Linked DNA regions of Mus musculus: region 2 is linked to region 1. A link is a contact called in public HiChIP or PLAC-seq data. All regions are on one chromosome and are shown on one strand. The core of a region is the stretch at or near the end of the contact, and the rest is flanking DNA. Distances in the headings are between cores, read along the strand shown.

What was found. HiChIP or PLAC-seq counts read pairs in DNA pulled down with a chosen protein or histone mark.
Region 2: a contact with region 1 is called in a FOXA1 HiChIP or PLAC-seq map of pancreatic cancer cells. The contact joins two enhancer-like sites.

Annotation. Positions count from the first base shown.
Region 1 is chr3:101,598,675-101,605,851 of GRCm38.p6, reverse strand. It overlaps Atp1a1 (ATPase, Na+/K+ transporting, alpha 1 polypeptide), which reads left to right and starts at 1,145. Exons shown (of 23, transcript NM_144900.2): 1 at 1,145-1,449. The coding sequence starts at 1,438. Within about 2 kb of position 5,406, at least 109 of the 459 cell types and tissues checked have an H3K27ac peak or open chromatin away from gene starts, as enhancers often do. A contact at or near this core is called in pancreatic cancer cells, where this site is marked.
Region 2 is chr3:102,139,436-102,146,216 of GRCm38.p6, reverse strand. It overlaps Casq2 (calsequestrin 2), which reads right to left. Exons shown (of 11, transcript NM_009814.4): 9 at 3,937-4,037; 10 at 1,989-2,063; 11 at 1-1,020. The coding sequence ends at 787. Among named protein-coding and RNA genes, the nearest start is that of Casq2, 56 kb to the right of the region's middle. Within about 2 kb of position 4,561, at least 21 of the 459 cell types and tissues checked have an H3K27ac peak or open chromatin away from gene starts, as enhancers often do. A contact at or near this core is called in pancreatic cancer cells, where this site is marked.

The DNA of each region.
Region 1 (7,177 bases), core at 4,157-6,656:
AATTGCTCTATGGAGGAACTGATAACACAGTGCCTAGATGTTTGGGTGTTTCTCCTTCCCTTACCCTCTGCCCACCCCCACCTATTTTTTGCAAGCTCTACATCCTACAAAGCATTGACACTTGAAGTTGATAGGTCTATATCTAAGAAGTTAGTGTTTTCCTTACTTCTAGGTATTTTCAGAGATGGAAATCGAGTTTCTCTTCTGAATCCTAAGCTTTCCCAGACTGCTTGCTTTCCTGAGATTGGTAAGAACAACAACAAATACTTTGTTGTTTCTGATGTTAAGTTTCAGCCATCACAGCGCCTGCTTAGCCACTGAAACTAGAAGCCCCGCCCTGCAACTCTGCCAGGCCAAGAGTGGGATGCGACTGGCTGGAAGTGAGTCTGATGAGACCCTCAAGGTAACCACGGATGCTGTGGATGCTGTTCTTCAAAATGCTTGAGCCACCTCTTTTACTAAAGATGGGTGTTCTTTTGGGTTTTAGGTTTCTCTGCCATAAAAAGGAGAAACTCTCCAACAAACAGTTTAATCCCCCCTCCTCTTTTGCAAGATTTCATTCATACAGTGCTGTGAATGAATTTCTTACTGACTTTTTTTTTTTATATAGTCATTTGGGGGTCATAAGGGAAGGGAAATGTAAGTGATGCGCGCACGCGCGCGTGTGTATATGTCCTGAAGCATTTCTCTAGTGGTGGAGTGAGAGGACCCCAGGACGAAGGAATCAAAGGGAAAGCACCATCCGCCGCCGCCGAAGGATGCCGGCCTGGATTCTGCAGAGAGGAATCCCTCGGAGTCGTGCAGCTGCTGTCCAACCCCGGCCCCTCGAGACCCCAGAAAAGCTACGCTGAGCAAGTAGACTAGCCCCGACTGCGCCGCACCCACTGTGGACCTTCCGCACCCTACTCCGCAGGCTGCTCACTCAAGTCCCCAGTGTTCTGCAGGCGGGAGCGCTCCGTAGCCCTTGAGAGACCCAGACACCCGCGTCCTGGGCACCGGCGCCCTCCTGCCGGGAGCCCAGGGCAGGCAGTCGCTAGCGCGGTCTGGGCCCGGCTGGGAGGGGTTAGAGGCGGAGGCGGAGCTAGCTGGAGCCGGTGTCAGGTTGCTCCGGTAACGGTGACGTGCACGCGTGGGCGGAGCCATCACGCAGGTTGCATATTTTAGGAAGTGAGGAGGAGGCACGGGCTCGAGCTGCGGCTGGGTCTGGGGCGCGGAGCCTCGGCGGGAGGAGGCGGACACGTGGCAGCGGCGGCAGCAGCGGCGGCAGCAGCGGCGGCCTCGGTCCGGGGCGCCGGCCGTCCTCCCTCTTTCCTCCCGCGGCAGCCCTAGTTCCCGCCTCTCGGCTCCCCCGGCTCCGCTCTCCCGGCCGGGAGCTGCTCTCTTCTCTTTCTAGTCTCCAGCAACAGGACCCGGCGCGGGGCCCGCAGCGCCGCCACCATGGGGAAGGGGGTGAGTGTCTGGCGAGCCCGGGCCCCGGGCGGGGGCGCGGGAGGAAGCGGCTTAGAGACCGGGCTCTCGGCAATGGAGGGGCGGGTGCTGAGCGCGGGCAGCGGCCCGGGAGGAGGAGCACCCGGGGCGGCATCTCTGAGCCGGGCGCCTGCCCTGCCTGAGCCCTCTGGTCGCCTTCACCGCGCGCCTTGCGCTTCCTTTCTCCCTCCTCCCACCGTGCCCAGGGGAAGGAGCGCTCCTCCCCTTCCCCCGGGGAGCTCCGACAGGGCCCCCTCGCGGTGGCGGTCCTCGCCGCGGCCCGGCGCCGGCGAGGGCAGCCTCCGGGTCGAGACTCCCTTCTCCTGGAGGCGCTGGGGCTCGGCCAGCTCCCCGCAGAGGCGACCGCCCTCCCCCAAAGGAAAAAAACTGGCTTCCCCTTAGGCCGAACCAGCCCAGCGAAGCTGGTGCCAGAAAGGGTGTGACTTCACAGCCCAAAGATAGCCTTTAAGGTATACTTTTGAGAGCTTTAAAATGGGCCACTGTCCATAACAGGATGTGCCTTTGGTAACTGGTGTTATCGTCTTAACGACGGGGAGGGGTGTGTTGTTTTATGTCGGAGCACAATTCTTAAATGGGGCCAGGCTGACCCTTCAGGGCCGCAGGGTACTGTCAATCTAACAAAGGACTGGAGACTGGGCAGTTGATGGTGTTAGAAAAGCCATGCGGGTTTCCTGCACTGCTGTCTCACCCGAGAGCGGTTCCCGAAGAGAATGAGGGAATCGGGCACGAACAACACTGAGTTCCCACCTCGGTTACTGCTGTCCACCTCGGAAGAGTTAGTTCTTGACCTCAAAGTAGCAGATTAAAAACTTAAAAAAATAACCCTGAAAATATCAGTTCCTAGCTTGAAAAAGCACCAGTCATGAGAATACAGGTGGGAGAGTCCATTCCACCCTTTTCAGGGCTGACCAAGCAGACAAGCTGTAGACACTGCAGGTCCTAAGGCACCCGGGTATATACTGGATGGAGCCAGAGGGAAGCACATTCTTTGGAGACTTGAAAGAGATGATTATAAGACGTGGGCCAGGAAGAGAGAATAGAGACCCCGATAGTGCCCAGTGTGGGCTGGTCGGCGTATGCAGCATCCTAGCAAAGAACTGATTCCCTCCTGGCCTCCACTTTCCACGATGGAAACCGGATCTATGTGTCACACCATCCTACATGCCATCCAAGCCGTTCCTATAAACCATTTATTCCTTAAAGCCCCATCTTTTATCTCCTATCCCTTCGAAAAGTATCTTTGTCATTTGGAGACCTTGAGCGGCTTTTAGGAAGTTCAAAGCCTAGGAAGGTGAAGTGACTTGTTCAAGGTCAAACGGTTGTTTAGTGGCAACAGGTGCTGAACAACCTGTTGCTCTCAGCTTACACATAACATCTGCCTCTGAAGCATCATTTTGTGTGCAGAACTCTGAAGTTATCCTCCAGAAGAAATTGGGGTGTTTATAATAATAAATAATCCAGGAGGACGTTTAAGTCAGAGTTATGCCTTTAGGCCTAGGACAGAGGCACTCAAGTGCTACAATAACAGTTCAACTGAGAATTTAGTTAAGTTCAACCGAAGTGTTTAATGTACCCTAACAGGTGTCTAGTGAACTTAGTATTTGGAGTACTCTATTCTATACATTGGATATTAGGTTGCCTGTGTGCATTCATGTATGAGTGCATGTCTTTCTCTGTGGCTTACAATGGCAAACTGGTCAGAGGAATATTTCATACTGAAATGTTGGGATTTTTCCACATGAGGATTAAAATGTGGGTGGAGCGATGACTAAAACCCTCTTGATAATTGGTTAACCAAGAAGCTTAAAGGCAGCTAATTTTTAAGGTCATTGTGATCTTTCCCCCACCCCCCACCCCTTTTCTCAAGTGTCATCTAGGGTCTAGATGTGGGTGATATCTCCAAATGATTCTTCCTAGCTATCAAAACTGGGGTCTTGAACATTTGGTAAGAAAAATGAAAGTCCAGCTTGCTGAATCATTCCTGGATAAAATAGGATTTTGTTCCTTTTTTCTTATTCAGTGTTTTCTGCCAGTGACTCGGCTTATAGCCTCATAAGGCCTACCACCCACAACTGTTTAGCTCACCCAAGGTGCACATCATAATTGTTAGAAATGTAGGAGCCTTGGCTTGTTTGTTAAACGTTTATAAAAGGTGGGAGAAGGGAGCGTCTCTCTAGCCTTTCATTTCAGTCCTGGGTTTGGTTTACTATTAACTTAGATGCTGAGAAAAGAAATCCTATCTTATGGGTAGTGATTTAAAGACCAGGCAGGGAAAGAGGTGACACAAGGTACACATGTCAGCAGGAATCTTGGTTGTAGGGTAACATTATCAGCTGCCCTTTTGGAGCTAAACTCGAAAGTGTGACTAAATACCCACTGGCTGCTATAAAGCTAGTACTTTAGACTCAAAACCCTGTGAGGCAGAGTCTTCCCAATGGAAAGTGGCCCAGCCTGGACAGGAACAAGTAAGGGGCGCTGACACTGGGGCTGGTCCTGGAAGTCCAGGAAAACAGAAAATAGGCTGTGAGGTTGTTTCCACCTTGTAAGATTGAAACAGTTCCCTGCCTGGAAGGTTATCAGCACTCACACACCCCCACCCCCTATTATAAGGCTGGCCGCTGGCTGTTTGTTAATTTGTAGCGTTCTCTGCTGGCAAGTTTGTAACAATGGTGACTCACCTTGGGGTGGAAGAATAAGAAACCGGGAGGCTGCTCTTTTTAAACCCAAGATGATAGAAAACACCCCCCACCCCACCCCACCCCCCAAAAAAGCTTTATAAAGGTCTAGTAGGGTGTTTATCCAGTTGAGGACTAAAACTTAGAATCACATTTAAGAATAAAGAGCAGGCCCAGTGTTAGAGAAGAGACTTGGCACTCGCACTGATCCATCCCTGAACTCTTCAAAACCAACGCCTGAGGATTACTTAGCAACAAGTGCACGGAGAAGTGACTTCTCTTCTCCACAGACTGTTCTTTTAGGAGTACCTCAATAATGAGAGGGAACCATTAACTAAACAGCCCTGAAGGACTCTGTATGAAAAGCTAAGTTAAAGTATTGCTTCATTTGAAGACAAGCAGGTTTCTTGAAAAAGCACAGCCTGGGAGCTCTGGTTTCTGGTCTGGCCAGATGTACAGTCCTCGCCCTGAGAGCAAGTAGAGTCATCTGTGTGCTGTGTGGAGTGAGTGCCATACCAGTGTGCCGGGGCTTCCTAAGTCATCAGGGCTGGGGGACACAGATCTGCGTAAGCGCTGCTCTCCAGGCCCTTTCAAAGCTGTGTAACAGTTTTCCTTCCCCTGAGAAATATTAACGATAGGGAAATATTGAGAAGTCCTGTTAACTGCTCCTCAAAAGGAAGTATTCATTGGCATGACTGAGCACTGTATCACTGTCCAACAAGCAAATCCAATCAGCAGCATCTTAGACTTTCCGTCAACATTCACGTTTCAAGTGAAGACTTTCACCGTGATCAGTGGTCATTTTTAACTTCTTAAAAGTGTCATAGGGAAAACCGGCAGTTTCTCAGCTAAGAACACTGGTGCCTGGGGGGGGGGGGGGTGCGGAGGGGGGCTGCCAGCCAACAGACCTGAAGAAGAAATCCGAGTGTCAGATCAGATGGGCTCCCAGTAATCAGAGTGGCTGGGTTTGCATAACAAAGCACTGGGCAGACTTTCACCAGCCCTGTCTAATTCTAGATTACTCTGAGACTAGGGCTAGGGGGTACTAATGTGAAGTAAAGGGAATGTTATAATGCAACAGGCTTTAAACACTCCTTCCTTTATATGTGTATTTGGGGTGGGGACTAACAAGCAGAGTCGGGTCTGAACATTCTCACTTTGCCTTGAATTGAGAGTATGAGAGGAAGTGTGTTCTTTGGCTGGAGTCAGAGAGAGTGTTCTCTGCATATGACTCACCTCATTAGCCGTGCTGAAATCTGGTGTCGGGAATCCATAAGACATTCTTAACATGTATTTGTTGGGTGTATGGGATAGCAGATTCTGTGAATTAGAAAAGAGGAAACCACACACACACACACACACACACACACACACTTTCACCCTGATTTGGTTTCATTTGGGTCCTGAGCCAAAGGGATTTTTTTTTTTTAATCCAATAGACCTCATTCTTTAGTTGCTTTGTGATTTTACAGTGAAATGCATCTGGGCACTGTCTCTTAGCAGGTTTTACTCAAACCCCACTTAGTAACAGCAATCTCATAGTCTCTGCTGGTGATTTGAAAGGCTGATTGATGGTGGCCAGGCTTTATCTTTGGAGCCTTCGTTATTTGGGGAACTAGTCTAGTAATCACTGTAATGGTTTGTCATCCTTGGGCCCTGGTGTTTATCTTTCCAGTCTGTTGTCCTGGTGTTATTCAGAGCCTTGGGGCAGTTGGGGTGCACAACCTGTCTGTTTGCATGCTCTCTGTCTCACTTCCATGGCACCAAGCTGTGTTTCTGTAGGCTTTCAGCACCTTTGCCCTCTTCAACTCAGCAGTCCGTTTGCTTCCTAGGCTCCAAACCACCTATCAAAGAGTGATCAGGACTTCCTGGAAACTGGCAGCCCCTCTGTAGTGCTGTTCCAGTTTTTAAGCTTTTCTCTCTCAAACCAGAATAATGAGGGAAAAAGGGGGGTTATAGGGGAGGGCAGGTGGAGGATGTTAAGGCATGAGCAGACGTTTTGATTCATTCAGGTCTCTTGGAGAGATCAAATGTCCCATGGCGCTGGTGCTTTTTAGTAAGTAGAAGAAAAAAAAATACATTTTAAGAGGAAGAAAATTTAAAATATAGGAATTCTTCACATTACTCTTACCATTTTTATTTTTTTCAAATGGTCACGGTACATTCCATGGCCACAAGGGTGGACTAGCAGGGTTGTTTAAGAATTCACCAGGGAGGCAGGTTAGATGATGTTCCCATGGGATGAGGGAACCCAGTGGCTGATCACGGCCCTGTGACTGATGGATGCAGCCCAAGTTTAGGGACTGAACTGGGTTCACAAAGGACCCAGTGCTCTGGCTTCGTAGGAGTACATTTCCAGCATGCATGTCTTCAGGAGTGAGAGGAGGGACCTGTGGCACCGTACGTGGTTGGGGTGCCCCTTGGTTACCTCCTCTGCAGAGAATTGCTATTCCAAAAGTATCACTGTGGGCTGGAGAACAGCTAAAGGCCTCTCACTGTTTACCCATTGTCTTCCATTTGCCAATTCCCACCTAGCACAGGCTTGGTACATCCCTTAGGTCCCCAGCTAGAAAGATGAACCTACAGGAAGCCATTTAGGCCGAGCATCAGTTGGAAATGTAGCAAAGTAGGCCAGAGTGATACTTTCTTTAACATGTTTCTGAAAGTTACCTCTATAGGAATCAAGGAATGGCAGTAATGTGTGTAGTGACTGGGTTATCACAGTGACCTTTGTATAGTGCTGTGTGTGACCTTTTCAGACAGAGCTGAGTTTGAGGTTTTGATATGAGAACCAGGAAAATTGGGGAATACTCCCCCACTCTTTACTAACAGTTGGCCAAAACTAGGCAGAGCCTTCTGTAGCTGAATCAGGCTGTGTCTGACTTCCCTGCCAAATTGGAGTTTGCCAAATTGAGTTTGAAGGTGCCGTCTCCACAGCCCTCTTGGCCAGCTGTGAATCAGCAACATTTGGAGCAGTTACTTTGCCATATTGGTAGCCTCTCTTGCTAGTCAAA
Region 2 (6,781 bases), core at 3,312-5,811, 540 kb before region 1:
CAGTGGATAAAGCGATTTTAACTCAGAATGGGACAGCTCACTAGCGGGGACAGAGAGGGTGCATTCAGTTCCCAGCTCACTCTGGGCAGCCAGCAGACCCATTCAGAGACCTAAACGGTCTCCATCAGAAAAATGAAAAGCCTTTTATCCTTCAGCCTCTCTTACCACTGGTGAATATATGAGGCTTGGCAATTAATGGGATGTTCATAGAGCTAGATGACCCCCACTCATCATCCTAATATTCCAGAAATGATGGCAATGCCCACACATTTCAAGGCATTTCTAATTGACATCCAAAGGCTTGGGTCTGAGTTCACAGATGCTCTGGGTTTGGCGGGAGATTGGATAATCATGTGCCCTTCCTGGACTCTGATTAGAAGGCCACTCCCTGCTTGTGAACTAATAGCAAGCTGTCAGTTCTGTCACCATCTGGATCAAAGACAGTAAGTAAACTTGAGTAGAGGTGTCAGGAGATACAGTCCCCAGACTCCCAGAATTCCATGACCCCTGATTGTCTAGCAAAGAACAAGGGCTGATTGTTCCTCAATGGTTAGAAGTAGTCAGCATGGGAATCACTCCCCTTCTGTCCCTGCAGTGTGAGCCTGCTGGGTTTGGAAAGGCATTCACTGAAATGTACCACTCCTGCCAAGAACAGACTAGAAAAAGATGCTGGAGAAAGGAAAAGAGCTGACTAGGTGTGGGCACCACTGCTTGCTGCCCCCTTGGGCTGTCTGTATGGTACATGGTGGTTGTAATGTCACTCATCAGAATCACCCAGGGCTGGAGCTATTCATCGTCATCATCGTCATCATCACTGTCTTCATTATCCTCATCAGAATTATCATTATCATCGTCGTCATCATCATCGTCATCGTTGTCATCACCATCATCATCTTCATCTTCATTGTCATCATCTTCAGTGTTGATCTTTCCAGAAAGCACATCTTCAATCCAGTCTTCCAGCTCCTCAGCTGTGGGCAGGTCGTCATCATCTGGGATCTCCATCCAGATACTGTCAGCCTGCAATGAGGAACAGAATGAGCCCATGAGCAAATGGGTGGAGGCCGAGGCAGGGCAGCATTTTCCAAGCTGTGTTGAATGGGCCTCCAAGTCTCTAATACCTAGCAGGAATACATACAGATAGACAAATGCAAATGCCAAGTTGCAGAAATGGTCTTGCACAGTATTCTGTTTCAATAACAGTAAAAGAAATCTGTATTCTACTACCCAAGAGAATACATATGTGCACACATGCACACACACAGAATTAATTATTAAGTAATTAATTTACATTCAGATTTCAAACTGGTTCACAAAAGTCAGGAAATGTATAGACTGCTAGGGTACTTTCTATGGGGCAAAAAGACATTGCTAATTGGCCCTATTCACAAAAGAATATTCCTGTACTAGCTGAGGTGGGCCCTCATTATAGCTCCTTCTTCCCACTGTTAACCTCATTGAATCTGCCCCACTTCTGTCTTGTTGCATATCAGATGTCTGGACTGAGTCAAAATTTCTTCCCACTCTGTCACATCATCCCACTAGCCCTTCTCACCCTCAGTTCATCAGTGCTCAAACTTCTGTCAGGAGGTTTCTCTTCTGTTATCAGTGTCGCCTGACTGCAGGGTGGGTGGCCGCTAGCATGGGATTCTGGGTGTCAATCTCTTATCCACCTTAGGTAATGGTTGCTCTGGGCATGAGTAGCCTGTGTAAGAAGGCCTTGTTCTTTAGTTCAGGAAGAGGACACAAGAGAATGTTCTTGGGCGGAAAGTCCTAAGTCAATGAGTCGGGTTGGGCTAGCTCCATAAGCAAGGAAATGTACTCCTAGAGAGGGTTGGGACTGGCTAGAGCCCAGTCTTGGGCCATACTGCAAGAGTTTGGAAAAGACCCAAGGGTTCCTCACTGTTGTAGACTCCTGAGTGATTTTGTGCTTGGGCTTGCATAGCTGCCAACAGGGTGTCTGACCAGCCCTCGGTAAGAATACTCACATCGGTTACATTCACCACCCCAATCTGTGGCTTGAACAGGTCAATCTTGAAAGTCTTCTCCCAGTAAGCAACAAGCTGCAGCAACAAAAAGGCCAAGTTAGACAGTGGGTGGAGGGCTCTCCCTGTGGCTAGACCCACCTGCCAGCCTTCCATAGTAGCCGGATAGGGACTGGTTAAATGCCTTTGAAAACAGCTGTGGACACTTAGGAAATTGAAGGCTGCCTCCAGCATTAGAGCTCTTTAAAGCATTGAGTAAAAGATACTATAGCATTAACTGTGACAACGTAGACCATAAATGCTTCCACAGCTCTCAGGGAGACTATCACAAAGATGGCTATTCCCAAATTTGACTCGTTCACTGATATTATGTGTGTAATGAAAGAGCCATTTCTTTCCACCTCCGCTTCAATGTTCCATTCTTAAAAGCCCTTATCTGGTGCCTCCCAGCCACATGAGATGGCTGGGAGAACTCTGATAGGCTCTAACTTGGCATAAACTGCAGACACGAGTCAAATGTCTTCAGCCCAGCAGGGCTCCATCTGGACAAATCTCTGGCTGGGGCAGGCTAACTGAGCTAAAGGGGTCCATAAAGCTAAGAAAATAGAGGTGTTCAGGGGCAGGGGTCTCCCTGGTAAACACATGGCCTAGAACAGACTGGGATGTTGGTGGGTTTGGAAATTAGAACTGTCTGGAGATTGCTTGGCAAGAACCAAGGTCGATGTAGAACTGCCCAAAAGAATGGCCGATCACTTAAAAGTTGACATGATGAAGCAGTCCAGGGAAACTGAACATACCCAGCATTAAATCAACAGATTAATCCTGTATGCTTCTGTGGCCATGGCTTTCTTATGTTGACCCAGAATTATGCCATTGGCTTCAATTACCATGGAAGTCTCTGCCTTTGGTTCACCCAATCTCAATGTGTGTAGGATTCGATGCCAGCTCTTGCTGTCCAATCAGTTTCACAAGTCATGACCTATGTATCTCACAGCCAGAGAGCAACCAAACTTGTATCATCACTAGTAGTTAACCTTACCAGAAACACTCAATAGAGCAAGCTATGACTTCACTATGAGTCACAGTAGGGTTTAACATCTGCTCAGTTTAACATCGCCCTTTCTTCGTGAGATAAGAATTATAATAGTACCTGGTTTTAGGGCTGTTGAGGGAATGAGCTATGAGGACATCGTTAAACAAATAACTGTAATCTAAGACCTATGTGTTAGTCTTCAAAGCATTTGAAAAGACCCAGGTTCTATGTCATGCAGTGCTGGGGATCCTGGCTCTTGGTGCCGCATTGAACTTGGCCAATAAGGAACTTGGCCAATAAGGAACAATAGCAGAGGATGTGGCTTCCTCCACTATCATCACTGTGTCCATGCATGGTGTGAATTCCATGTACTGTGTCCAAAATTAAGAATTAACAACGCTTTCTTGCTATTGCTCATCAACACAGGCTAGCACCATGGTGGCAAATTTCTCCTGCCTTCTAAGGAGCTGTGACAAACAAGCTAGGCATGGATTCTGTCCTCAGACTGGATTCTCCTTTGCTTCATCAGGGTCTTAATTCTGCAATTATTCCCTAATAATTTAGGTTGCTTCTAGAATCTCAGGGAGTGGTGGGTAGAGACACAAAGGGGTCATATTATTGCTTAAAGAAGGAATGTTTCTGGCCCCCCTGGCTTGGCCTCTCCAAGAGTAGTCACCTCTTGGTGTCCCAGAAGTAAGGAAAATGGTTAGTCTGGTCACTACCATAACCACACGAGGCTATAGGCTGTATTAAAAGTATATGAACACACTCCATACGCATTAGCCTCTGGGCTTCTTCAAACACATTCAACTATTTTAGTTTGTCCCTCACGCTTGAATGTTTTATGCTAAACACAAATATGGGTGGTAAAGGCCCTGATGGGTGGGGGACGGGGGGAGGTTGGCCTGGGCCACTCACCAGTGGAAAGTCATCTGGGTCAATCCACAAGATGCTCAAGTCAGGATTGTCAGTGTTGTCCCGGGCAACCTGTTTCAGGATCTCTAGGAACTCATAGCCATCTGAATAGGGTTCAAGAAAGTTGAGTCAGCCAGCATGCACACTGCTCCTCATGAGGATCTCGAGAGCACGGTTTTTCCACAGGCTTTCTTGGCCATCTGGTACATACCCTCAATTACAGAGTGAGTCTATAAAATGAGTCAGATGAAGAGCCGCAGACACAAAGGAGCTTCGACACAGAAAACAATGGCCACTTTGAACAAAGAAATCTGAAAGGTCACAGGGAAAGGCCCCATTCTAAACGAAGGGTCACCTTCATCTGTTCACCAGGAGATGAAAACTGAGTAGCTTTGGTGATCATGGCCAGTCCCAGGGCAGTGGAAGCTGTCTGCCTGTCCCCAATAATCCTGTATTTCCAAGCCTGTGCCGTTCCTGGATTTCCTACAACATCTGCTCTACAGACTAAGAGCAACCTGGAGTCCCCAACACCTTCAAATGGGGTCAGCATCCTTCCTTCTTCCCATTGCTCCAGCACAAGCTTTGGTACACACAGCTTTCCCTGCCCTCTGTCAGCAGCTCTCTCTGCCCCAGAGAGGAGAGCTGAGTCATAGGAAAAGCAGAGACAAGTCTTCCACACTTGGAGCCTAAGCCCTACAGCATACAGTTTTTTTCCATAAGCAAAATGTTTGAAAGAACATTCAGTAAGTGATACTATAAACCCTGAACACCCCCCGTCCCCCCCCCCCACACCCAACAGAGCAGAGACAAGTGGTTTGATCCTGGTAGGTCCCTGGCAGTAAATGTGTGTGTGTGTGTGTGTGTGTGTGTGTGTGTATGTGTGTTTATTTAGGTGTATATGTATGTGTATATGTGTATGTGTTTGCCTACACGTGAAGAACAAAGTCCTGTATTTATATATCTACATGAAGAATCTCTGGAAGTTCAGGGGATCCAGAAGAGAACTCATACTTTGCTAAGCAATTAAATTAAGGAAAATGGAAAAAAATCAAGGAAGCCCTTAGCAAAGGCCCCTACTACTCATGCAAGAAAGTTGTGCATGAGCCACCAACAGCCAGTGTGTCTTAGAAACATGAGCAGAGATGTGATCAAGGTGGCAAATATGACAATGTCTTGCAGGTGGGAGGAGGAGGCTGGGGTGACCTGCTTGGAACAAGGACCACAGAGCCAGCCGAACAGACTTCTCAACAGATGCCAGTATGTGCAGATGACAAAGATCCCATCCATCCATATCTGGGTACCAAGGTGTCTGGTGGGGCTAGAGGACCAATTGTCAGACCAGCTTCCACCATTCAGTAGTGCATCGTTCAAGATAGAAATTTTAAGTTCAGTTCTAAATAATGGTTACGTGCTAGCTGAGTTGTGGCCTGAGAGTCACGTCACGCCCTCTGGACAAACATAGAGCTGTGCTTTAGAATTCACATGCTTGCTGCTAAGCGGAGGGGGAAGGGGAAAACAGTCTGTATTGGCTGCATGCAGGTGTGACTGCAAAAGCCCAGACTCCCTTCTCCAACCCCAGTTGTCCTTGCTGCTGTTTGAGTTACGCTGTAACTCCTCTTCTGGCCTTGTGGTAATGTCCAAGGAGGGGGTAATATGGAACTTAATGGAGAGTATTCTGTGGATTTATGGTTTCAGATGCATAGACCAGAAGAAGGCATTCCTCCCAGACACCTGCAGCTGTGACTCCACTCCTCGGAGAAGAAAGGGACAATAACTGAGGTGACATGGCCAGTTCCCTGGAAGATGGGATGCAAATGTGAAAGGGACCTGGATAGGTTCGTAAGTCACAAAGACAGCAAGGTTCAACAACACAGATGATGTTCAAGTAGACTTGAGTTAGTGTGAGGCTGGGTCCACTGCAGAGAGCAGAGATGCCTCATGCCACGGTTACAGAGGGGCCCGGCCTGTGACCAGGCCTACAGCTGAGCACGCACCATGGCACTCCCATGTTCTGTTCAGCTCATGTGATGCTGAGATTTCTTTAAAGGAATATTACATACAAGAGTACACTGCGGCTCCAGCCTTCATCCTAGAGCAGGTTCAGACACGGAGCAAAAGGAAGCAAAATTTGGGATCTGCAAAACAGTGCATTCAAATCTGTGTTAAACAAAAGAATTCATAAGGCTTAATTTCCATGTTTAAGATTGTATATAGGGGTGTGTGTGTGTGTTGTGTGTAAAGAATGTTTTTCATGTTCTAGGGAGAGCAAGGCAAACTCAAATACTATCTATTCCCAGAACAAAATGAATACAGTTGACAGGAACGGCACAGAAACTAAATCAAGATCCAAGGACAGCCTTGGGATGCCAAGGCTAAGAAACTCTATATGCACCTGCCTGCAGCTCTAGGGATTTTCATTCACTTTTGTGCCACACTTATCCACATGGCTCTTGGGACCAAGTGACCTCAGTCCCAATCCCTTAGATTGTCACTTAAGGCAATATCTAAGATGTCACCTTTCCTTGTGAATTAATGGGTTCGTAATAATAATAGCTACTTGTCTTAAAGTTTGCTTTTACATCCACTTACCTATCTTCTGTGCATGTACATTTCTGTGGCTCACGAGGGAGAGGGTTGTACACATGCTACCTTGTCATTGTGTGTGTGGACACCAGAGGCTAACCTGCTGTCTCTCTTCTCTGCTGTTCTCTGCTTCCATAACATGGGTCCCAACGTTTGAACTTGGGTCATCAGCCTTAACAGCATGTGCCTTTGCCCACTGAGCCATCTTGCCTATCCCAGTAATAGCTACTTCATGGCAGTAAAGCCCCAAGCTGACAAAGAGCTC